Linked DNA regions of Sus scrofa: region 2 is linked to region 1. Evidence: chromatin contacts called from public HiChIP or PLAC-seq data. All regions are on one chromosome and are shown on one strand. The core of a region is the stretch at or near the end of the contact, and the rest is flanking DNA. Distances in the headings are between cores, read along the strand shown. Region 1 overlaps JMJD1C (probable JmjC domain-containing histone demethylation protein 2C). Region 2 overlaps REEP3 (receptor expression-enhancing protein 3).

What was found. HiChIP or PLAC-seq counts read pairs in DNA pulled down with a chosen protein or histone mark.
Region 2: an H3K27ac HiChIP or PLAC-seq map of alveolar macrophages shows a contact between it and region 1. The contact joins two enhancer-like sites. A contact is called at or near these places in 2 of 2 datasets of contacts at active chromatin or transcription factors (alveolar macrophages and skeletal muscle).

The regions. Positions count from the first base shown.
Region 1 is chr14:66,713,691-66,718,977 of Sscrofa11.1, forward strand. The region is part of intron 3 of JMJD1C (probable JmjC domain-containing histone demethylation protein 2C); the gene reads right to left. Among named protein-coding and RNA genes, the nearest start is that of MIR1296, 100 kb to the right of the region's middle. Within about 2 kb of position 2,296, at least 11 of the 83 cell types and tissues checked have an H3K27ac peak or open chromatin away from gene starts, as enhancers often do. A contact at or near this core is called in alveolar macrophages, where this site is marked.
Region 2 is chr14:67,003,331-67,009,049 of Sscrofa11.1, forward strand. All of the region lies in intron 1 of REEP3 (receptor expression-enhancing protein 3), which reads left to right. Among named protein-coding and RNA genes, the nearest start is that of JMJD1C, 39 kb to the left of the region's middle. Within about 2 kb of position 1,376, at least 13 of the 83 cell types and tissues checked have an H3K27ac peak or open chromatin away from gene starts, as enhancers often do. A contact at or near this core is called in alveolar macrophages, where this site is marked.

The sequences.
Region 1 (5,287 bases), core at 1,046-3,545:
GTGGCTTTGCTAATCTATATTATCCTGAGACAACTTACGGGGTCACCGATTTTAAGAACAGGATCACCTTCTACTTCTCTCACAGCCAGGGTAGATTCCTTGTATCTTCCTGGTGTCTGCTGCTTTCTATATTTTGCCTAAATTTACATTTACATTTTTCCATATGTTTCCATCACTAGAGTTTAAAGATCTATGCAGGCTGTGTATTTGTATACCTGAACACAACAGAGCAGACCCCCAAACATTTCAATAAAACAGTTTCCAATCATTATTTATTGACTAAAGTCTAGTGCTGTTTTGCCTTTAGTCTTAAAGCCCAGAAGAGCTGGATTTTAGAGACAATTATTTTAACAAATGCCTAAAAAGGACTTTGTTTTAAAATACTGTTTTTCAATTTTAACTCTGAACAAATATTTGAGCAAAAAACTAGAAAACAAGGCAGCTAAGAAAATGGGAGAGCTGTTTGGATTCTTTGCCTAGGGAAAAAATGAGTCTGAAAATCATGCACAAATTTGGGGTTCAGCTCTGATGCTAATAACTTGAAAAGTCTGGGGAGATTGTGCATGCAATAAAACTAGTGAAAAATTTAATATTACATTAGGAAAAATGTCAACTCTAGAAAAAGAACAATGTGCCGAAGAAAAGAATAAAGTGCAAATTAAGAGATACTTCCCATTTGATGGCTCACAAAAGCAGGGTAGTATAACATAAGTAACATTTTGGAATCTAGATGATTATTAATCAGGTTTTTGGCTCAAGTTCTATTTAGGCTACCTACTATCTGGGTGAACTTAGGTGCAACATTACAACTTACCTAAATCTCACTTTCTTTGCCCATAAAAATTGCCATTACATATTCTCTCCCTTCCTCACATTTTTTCCTTCTTTTTCTTTCAGCTTTTCATTCTCCTACACTCCTACCTCTAATTTTACCAAGAAACACAAATATTAGATTTAAAAGGTCCTCTAAAGGAGAGGGAGTGGGTGGGCAAATTGACACTGACATACAAAAGTCACATGGAAACTAGTATTATGAGAAGCAAAACTATGAGTAAGCAGAAGAAACCTGCCTGCAGAAAAGTGACTGAGGAAGGGTGGAAGAAGGAATAAGTGACTTGAGTTACTGACTTTCTAGTTCCTAATTCCATTTTAAATAAGGTTCAGCTGTACTTTTCTGGAACAAATGTATCTTTATATCCCTGCTGTATCTTTATATCCCCACCTCTTTTTAAAAAATTAAATCTAGTTTAAGTGAGTTTCCATTTCTGCTACCTATTCATTGTAGCCTCTCAAAGACTTGTGTAGAATAAAAATATATATATACCCTTAGAGCATTACACAAAATAAAGATAATGTAATCTATTTTCCTCAGAAGGTAAACATAAGAACTAAAATAATACAAATGGAAACATTCTGGAAAATGATGAACCTTATAAGTACAAAATGTTAACACACAAAGAAAATTTCAATTTAGAGATTTTAGATAACATGTCTGTGCTTTAGTAAGAATTCGCAGTTGGACAAAAGGAATAAATAAATAGTACCAACTTATTTTGATTGGCAGAAAGAAACCAGAAAAATCTTTCTCAATGGTAAGTAGCTAAGTGGTGGCTTAGAATCCTTGGAATCTGATTCTACAAGCATAATTTCACATACTTTAAATTCATAACAGCAGCCACAAAAAATTAAAAAGAGACTGGCAGATTTTTCAGCATATGATCATAGCAGATTTGGGACCAGGAGAGAACTACTGCAGACCGTGACTTATAAATGTTTTTAATCTGAATATTGCAGAACAGCTCACACTTGGGCCAAATTTCAGGCAAAATAACATGTTCCTGGACTTCATGAATACATTTTCATCACATCAAGTTTTGCAACCAGTTTTTACAAATGAAATACTCCCTTTTTAATAGCAGCACATAATACATAGAGCATACCTGATGTGTGGTATCTTAATAAGCACAATTCATAACTATTTTTGAAACTGTGGTAATATAAAATCAAACGAGAGAAAAAAGGAGTATGTAAACAGAATGCAGAGCAAAATTACTGAATATTAAAACATGATGTACCAATCTGAAAATTTTAAAAAGCCTACTTAAATAAGGAAGTATAATGATTCTGTTTTAGCTTCTGGTTCCCTTTTTCTTATGGTCCATCCTACTTTCTAGGCTTCAACTTGGCTCCACTACTGCAAGCTGTCACTTCTGACTAGAAATGGAATAAAGCCAAGCACTACACAATAGCAGCTTCCTGCTTTGGCCTCCTCTCCTAGACCACCCCCAGGCCAATGCCTGCCCACAGATGCTGATCCTACCAAGCCAATAATCCACCAGCAATCAGTTCACAGCTATGGCTATGATCTTGTGTTTTTTATACTCTTGGCACAGTGTATATCCTATAATTTCACAGTTCTCATTTTTACTGACATTATGGCAATAAAGCACCTCTAAATTTCAGTCAAATGCTAATGTGAAGGCAAAGTGAAATGGAAAAGGAAAATGCATATAAAACTCAGGGACTAATTGAGAATGTGCTCAAATTCTGTCAAAATATAATTCAGGAATAGATACAGAAAAATACAGAATATAAAGGTTTCAGTGAGTACTACTAACCCAAACAATCCTGTTATTCTAATTTTGCATAATTTCAATTTGCCTCTGGCACTGTCTGGCTCAATACTTCTCTTTTGAGATGGATTTCAGTTGAATGTCTCTTATCTCTGAGACTAAAAATCATTAGACAGGGATTGACTTGATTAGGTTAATGTTGGTCAGAAATGGTTGCTCTTCCACCTTGAGCAAGTTCACAGAATTACGGCTCTAAATGTTAGAAACTTCAAAAGTCATGTAGTCCAACTCTTTTTTTTCAATGCTTAGAAGACTTCCAAACTTCAGTACTACATTATCATGTCCTCTCCAGAGCCAAAGAAAGAAAAACAATTCTATAACTTGCTGAATATCACTTATACTTTTTGAGATGAAATAACTATCAACAGCAAGCAGAGCTTATGACTTTCCCTGTGGAAAAATGGATATGCTGTGAAGAGTAATACCACAGTAGGGTTCTGCATCTTTTCTAATACCATTTTCTTAAAGTAATAGTTTAAGAAAACAAATGTAATCTTATCTAAATATACTTCTTAAAAAATAGAAGAGGGAAGAAGAAATACTACTCAAAAAGACATATTCTACAAACGCCACCATAAAGACACATTGACTATGAATTATACTGATACTGAAAAAGTTTCTCTAGCACCACTGCAGAAAAGAATGTTGAGTGTTTCAGAGAAAACAAGATGGATTGTTAAAAAAAAGGCGCATATGGAATTCCTGTTGAGGTGCAGCGGAAACAAGTCTGACTACGAACCAAGAGGTTGTGGGTTCGATCCCTGGCCTCACTCAGTGGGTTAAGGATCTGGCATTGCCGTGAGCTGTGGTGTAGGTCGCAGACACAGCTCGGATCTGGCGTTGCTGTGGCTCTGCTGTAGGCCAGCAGCTGTAGCTCTGATTAGATCCCTATCCTGGGAACCTCTATATGTCATGGGTGCAGCCCTAAAAAGCAAAAACAAAACAAACAAACAGGCAAACAACAAAAAAAAAGAGGTACAGAGGATGGCAGAGAAATGTCCAATGATTGCATATGGTAGGAAGAGAAAGTTTCAAGTATTTACCAGAAAAGTTTGAGACACCATCTACAAACAGGAAAATTAGAGTATGTCCAAACAGCAACTCTACTGAGCAGCTTTCATATAGTACTAAGCACTTAAATGTATCATTCACTTAATATTTCTAACAATTCTGAGGTATATATTATATTTATCTTAAAGAGAGGAAACCATTTATTTAAAATGTTTTAGACCACTGCAATGTCACGTAGCTAAGAAATGGCAATGCTAGGATTTGAAACTATAACTGTATGAACTGGCTTCAAAATTTATAGCTAGGGAGTTCCCATCATGGCTCAGTGGTTAATGAATCTGACTAGGAACCATGAGGTTTCGGGTTCGATCCCTGGCCTTGCTCAGTGGGTTAAGGATCTGGCATTGCCATGAGCTGTGGTGTAGATTGCAGACGTGGCTCGGGCTCTGATCTCATGTTGCTGTGGCTCTGGCGTAGGCCGGCGGCTATCGCTCCAATTAGACCCCTAGCCTGGCAATCTCCATATGCTGTGGGAGTGGCCCTAGAAAAGGCAAAAAGACAAAAAACAAACAAACAAACAAAAAACAACACAAAATTTATAGCTAGACTGATTCTTCAAGACACTAGTGAAGATCCAATCAATCATCTGCTTCTGCTATATTACAATAACCAGATGTCACTGTTAATGCAGAAAATTTTGTTTTTGATATTCTCGTGCTTCAGAGTTCCAATGACTCACAGGGCCTACAAGATAAAAGCCACTTAGTAAATGTATGTACCAATCCTGTTCCTCTTTTATCTGACCCAATAATATTTCTTTCTCTGGTACAATGTCTACTATTCAAAATCAAACTCTCTTCTTTAGCTAGACTGATATTCTGCTGTCCCCTAGATCTACCTCATCATTAATCACACTGTTTGTCCTTTCTGCCAAAAGTCTGCTTACTCTTCCTATCTTTTACTTCCATCTCTATTCAAATGACTCCCATTCAAGCTTTACTTTCTCCTCACCCCACCCCAATTTTTTTTGGCTGCCCCATGGCATATGGATTTCAGGCTAGGGATCAGATCTAAGCCACAGTTGCAACCTATCCCGCAGTGGTGACAACACCGGATCCTTTAACCCACTGTGCTGAGCTGGGGATCAAATCCGTGTATTAGTGCTGCAGAGTGGCCACCATCCGTTGTGCCACTCCCAAGTTTTACTTTCTTCATGAGACTTCTCTCAACTATTTTCAATCTCTGCTGACTTCTTTCTTAGTATTCCTGAAGTCTTTACTATGCATTTTTGCCCCCGACTCCCTTTCTGGCCAAGCTCAAGGCACCTGCAAGTTCTAGGGTGAGGAATCTAAATGGCACCACAGCAGTGACCTAAATCACAGTAGTGACAACACCAGATCTTAACACACTGAGCCACCAGGGAACTCCCTTTGACTCCTTAAATGAAGTCTATTTCTAGGAAATCTGTTTAAAAAAAACAAAACAAAACTAGGAGTTCCAGCTATGGCGCAATGGGATTGGTGGCATCTCTGCAGCACTGGAAAAAAGGTTCAATCCCCGGCCTGGCACAGTGGTTAAGGATCTGGTGTTGCCAAAGCTGGTGTAGGTCACAACTGTGGCTCAAATCTGATCCCTGGCATGGG
Region 2 (5,719 bases), core at 126-2,625, 290 kb after region 1:
AAAGGAATTTTTTTACTGCATTTTTTTCTCCTTGGCAGTTTTAAACTTGTATCACTGGCTAGAGAATTCAAGGCTTGGGCTCTTCTCATGGGTTTGACTTTTTCTTCCTGATTGTAATTTTCATATTTTTCTTTAAGGCCACTTAACTTGTTTTATTAAATGGGAATTCTCGACTAACAGAGACACTTAACAACTTCTATTCTTTTCTGGAAATTTCTGTAAGACAAACATTACATATTATTTTGCAGTCATCAGGCATGAACTTTGCTATGTGATGGCTGCTGAAACAGTGGCATAATGACTCATTTAGAAAGAATATACACAGATACATGGAATCATCGCTGGACCTTGTAGCAGTTGTAATCATTTGAATTTAAACAGGCGCACATTTATTATTTTCAAAAGATATATTCATTTTTGCTACTTTACTCTTTAGAACTCTCTTTTCCCTTATGGTCTCTTACATTTATTTTAGTGTTTAAGTAAGGATACAGTTTAACACAAGTCAAGAAAAAATATAGCCATTTTCACATTACTTTTAAAAATACAGTTAGAGCTTAGCATAGGGACAGCACATTGCTTAATCATAATGAGTTTTAATCCAAAACTAAAGTAGCCTAATGTTGTCACTTTAGTGTTTGGAAGATGCAGAATTCAGAAATTTAAACTCTTTGGCCCCACTTCCAAAGATTCTCATTCTTAATTGATTCGTATATATAGACAGATTTGGGAGCTTCTAAACCATTTATAGAGGATGCTTTCCAAATAGTTCTTATGGGTTTAGGATTACTCAGAGGATTCTGTAATCACTGAAACTAAGTTTTCTAATGACAATTTAATTGCATTTGTCTCTTGTTTACTGATGATCCTAAAAAAGATTTCTCCTGGGGGAATAATACTGCTCTGAAAAAAATCAGAGAACTACTTTAATAGACTACTTCTAGGATTCCCTTAATATGTAAGATTCTAATTTTATTTTAAAAATTCACCAGAGTCTGTGTTTATATTAGAGACTTAATCTTAAAATAGATTTGAACTACAATAAAGGGCAAAAACCTTTTGCCCTCTTTCTCTTTATCATCTTGCATGAAGCCTTTATTAACCTGGTTGTCCTAATAGCCTGCCTTTTTGATTTTACTAAATTCTATGAATTCTTTCTCCATATAATATTTCGTTGTCTTCCTGATAAAAATATACTATAGTTTCCCTTGGCTAAAACACATATAGGCAGTGGTTTGCTGGTAATGCTTAACAGCTGGGGCAAAGGGACTGATTCATATCATTTGTTAATTTCCATGATGTAACTACTCCCTACAATAATAGCCTATTTTAAGCTACCAGTGTGATGTCACCAATTGTGGAGCTGAGAAGAGACATACACAGCCTACTTCGTATTTCCACCGTACAGATAAAATAGGTGTCATGAGCATAGCAAAATGTAGTAAGGTAGTTAGAAATAAAATAACAAGGAAAAGATGAGTTTGAGTATTTACTGTTTTATGTATTTAAATTAGTTTACCATAAGATATCCAAGAAATTATTTCCATGCTTCTTTGGGGAAATAGATTGTTTCAAAATGGGAAATTTTCACTTTGCACTTTCTACCTTATTAATTTTTTAGATCAATTACCTATGTTAAAAGCTCTAAGCAACAACAACAAAAAGCAGTTAAAAAGCAGCTCTCCAGGTGATTTTGAGTGTGGCTAAGTCAGGGAACAACCAGTGGTTCCCAGTTACAGCAACCTATGCTAAAAAAAATGCCTTTCTTGGTTCTCTGGCACCGTAGAGCTGAATTCTGTGCTTAAACACAGTGACGACTACATCTTAACTAATTTTTTTATGCTCTGTTTTGTCCTTGAAATTATTAGAGAAATTATTTGCCAAATGTACATTTTAGAACATAAAGAAAAACAAGAGAATTAAGACTAGGAAAAAACAGCCATCGGAGTAGAAAATAAAAATCTGGTGAATACAAGTCCTGTATAAATATGCTAGTCTTAAAGCCCATCATAATTGATATAGCTGATGAGCAGATTTTGCCTATGAGCTTCCTGTCAATCGGTTGCAAGGGGTCGGGGGAATAATGTAATTCTCATCAGATAAATGAAGGGCATCATTTTCTCAAAGAAAGCTGAAGCATTGCAACTGTACTGAATTCCAAAGAAAGTCTCACATTGAAATTTCATATATAGGGATACTAATATAAGAAACAATGCCCTTAACACTATTCTACTAGTATTTATAGCCGTGGGTTTCATATGGTAGTTTCTTATAAAATACTTCAAGAAGAAAAAACAAGAATGTAATAATAATAACCAGCTCAGCTAAAGTTTCCCCGAAGGAAATAGGACGGTTTAGGAATACTACCTAAAGAAAATTTTTTTTCTTTTTACCGTCATGGGAGTTCCTGGGCTAGGGGTCGAATCAGAGCTGCAGCTGAGGCCTGTGCCACAACCATAGCCAACACCAGATCCTTAACCCACAGAGCCACAATAGGAACTCCAAGATTGACCTAAATTTAGAATGACACCTCCTAGAAGAATAAAAGGTTTCGAATAAGAATGGGAAAAAAAAAAAATCTCCAATAATTCTTCTCAGCTTCTGTCCTTTGTTGTTGTGAGCTTATGCTTATGCTGTGTTAACAAGGATTCCGAGACCAGGGTCAACAGGAAAGAGCACAGTGAATGATTTGCAGTTTTTTTCTGCCACAGGAATGGCAAGTAGCAGAGACACCTCTGCATGTTTGCCATCCTTATGCCAGGCTATTTCACTAGTCTCAGTCTTTAGCATAAACTGGACTATAAACTGTTGGGGTTTATTTATACTCTTTGATCAGGGCCTGGAGTGCTGTTATTTTGTGTTGCCCTTTGAGAGTCTCTGTGGCATCTATATTTATTGTGATTAACTCATCCTCACAAGCCTGGAACGTCTGTCTTTCATCCTTCTGATTTTTGATCCTGTAGTTTATTTTGTTTACTTAATATTAGCTATCCCATTTTTGTTAATCTCTAGTCTCACAGAGTTTGTCCTTTGATGGGATAAAACACTATAATTAACATTTTTGCTTGTTGGGGAGCATGATTCTGAAAGCAGTGGAATAAGAATTTGTCAAGTGAGCAGTGCCGTGGTCATACCCCATGCTAGTATTATGTCATTTATAGCAGCAATCAGCTATTTGTCAAGCTTCATTTTAACAAAGTAAAATGTAAATTACTTCCTTTCCATTATTACAGAGGGAATTTGTAATCTAAAGACAATTTTAGGGGAAATTAAAATCGTTCTGAAATTAAATGTTAACATCATTAACTAATATTTTGGGATTTCTTTTTCTTTTAGTAGTGCTGTATACCGATGAGACTCCTACTTTATTTCACCTGTTTTGACATTACTGTTATCTTATTAAGGAAAATGGTTCTTAAATGGGTATTTTATACTTTCCTAGTAAGAATTTAAATTGATGTTGCTTTTCTAAAGAGCGTTTGGCAACGTGCATCAAAGATCTTTATATTCTCAGTCCCTTTGACTTAGTTATTCCACTTCTAGGGTAATGTCATTAGGAAATAAATGGTGATTTTTAAGTGTGGATTTTGGAGTGAGAGTACTTGGCTTTGAATCTAGAAATAAACTTATAAGCTATATGACCCTGGGTTTGTTTCTGAACTTCTCTAAGGTTCGGGCTTTGCATCTGTAAAATAGGCATGAAAATAGCACATAGCTCTGGGTGTTACTCTGAGAATTAATCGAGGTGATATAGAGAACGTGCATAACATCCTGCCTAGTATAAAATGTTAATAATTGCTGTTATTAGTAATCATAGAAAGATTATTCATGATAGCATTAATTTAAATAGTAGACATATAGAAACATATGATTTTCATTCATATGATAGATTACACTGTGTAGTTGTTAAATGATGTTATTAAAGAATATTTAAAGATACAAGAAAATGTTCATAATGTAACATATAATGGAAGGGCAAGACAAAAATCTATATGTTCTAAGATGTCAATTATGTTTAAATTAAAAATATTTTATAATTAGAACATGTTTTTAAAATATTGTCTTTAAAATGTTTGTTTTAAAATAATGTTTTTAGGAAGCTCCTTTGTGGTACAGCAGGTAAAGGATCCTATGTTGCCCATAGCTATGGCACAGGTCGCAACTGCAACAGGGGTTCAATTCCCAGCCTGGGAACTTCCATGTGCCACAGGTGTGGCCAAAAAAAGTAGATAAATAAAATAATGTTCTTACAGGATTGTAGGTAAAAAAAAAAACTTGGAAATATAATACCAGAATATTAGAATGGATTACTGTTCACAAGTCTTATAACTAGGTGATAGGGATAGTGGGATTTATTAACACTTCTATTTGTGTTAACATCTTTTTTTTTTTTTTTTTTTTTGGTCTTTTGTCTTTATAAGGCCACACCCGCGGCATATGGAGGTTTCCAGGAAAGGGGTCTAATTGGAGCTGTTGCTGCCGGCCTACACCAGAGCCACAGAAATGCCAGATCCAAGCCACATCTGGGGCCTACACCATAGCTCATTCCAATGCTGGATCCTTAACCCACTGAGCGAGGCCAGGGATCGAACCACAACCTCACGGTTCCTAGTCAGACTTGTTTCCACTGCACCATGATGGGAACTCCCATTTTTCATATTTTTTTAAAGAATGGTAAGAATAGATAAAAAAGAAAGTTTAAAATCTCGGAATTAGCGCTTTGTAACTTGTTTAAACGTAAATTAACTCTTGACCAGTTTTGTTATTAAAGTATTAATGATGCATTTGTAAGGTTTTCAGAGAATTTGAGAGAATGACCCTATCAGGCTTGTGAAAAGTACGATAAAATTTAAAACATATATATATATATCTGGAATAATAATCTCTAATTTTTAAAAGATGGTTTATTCTATGGAATTATTTGAGATTTTTATTGTCTTTTTTATACTTTTTTTTTTTTTTTTTTGTCTTTTGTCTTTTTGTCTTTTGTTGTTGTTGTTGTTGTTGTTGTTGCTATTTCTTGGGCCGCTCCCGCGGCATATGGAGGTTCCCAGGCTAGGGGTTGAATAGGAGCTGTAGCCACCGGCCTACGCCAGAGCCACAGCAACGCAGGATCCGAGCCGCGTCTGCAACCTACACCACAGCTCACGGCAACGCCGGATCGTTAACCCACTGAGCAAGGCAGGGACCGAACCCGCAACCTCATGGTTCCTAGTCGGATTCGTTAACCACTGCGCCACGACGGGAACTCCTTTTTTTTTTGTTGTTGTTGTTGTTGTTTTATACTTTTCTATGATAAGTTCTTTTTAGGATCTTAATCGGAAAAAGCTTTAATCAATTTTTTGTGAAATGATGCCTAACTTTTGTGCTTTGATGACATTAATTCTAGTATTGAGAGCACTCTTCCTAATTGCTTTTGAGATTTGCCTTTGAACTGCTCTAATTCTCTAGAACAATTTTGGTAAAGAATAAGTTGTGTCTTAACACATGTCCACCAAATATCTATTTCAAGTATTTTCCATATATAAAAATGATACAAGAACCATCTTCACTATTGCATTCCGTAAATTTTATTTCTTTTTTTTAAATAGTGTTTTTCAACATGGCCAGTGTTCATATAAACAACTTTACCTTAGTGGGAACTAAGGGTATTATGAGTATTTTGGCAGAGTTCTCCCCTCTTTAGGCAGAAATAAGGCTGAGAGGAAATGAGCAATTA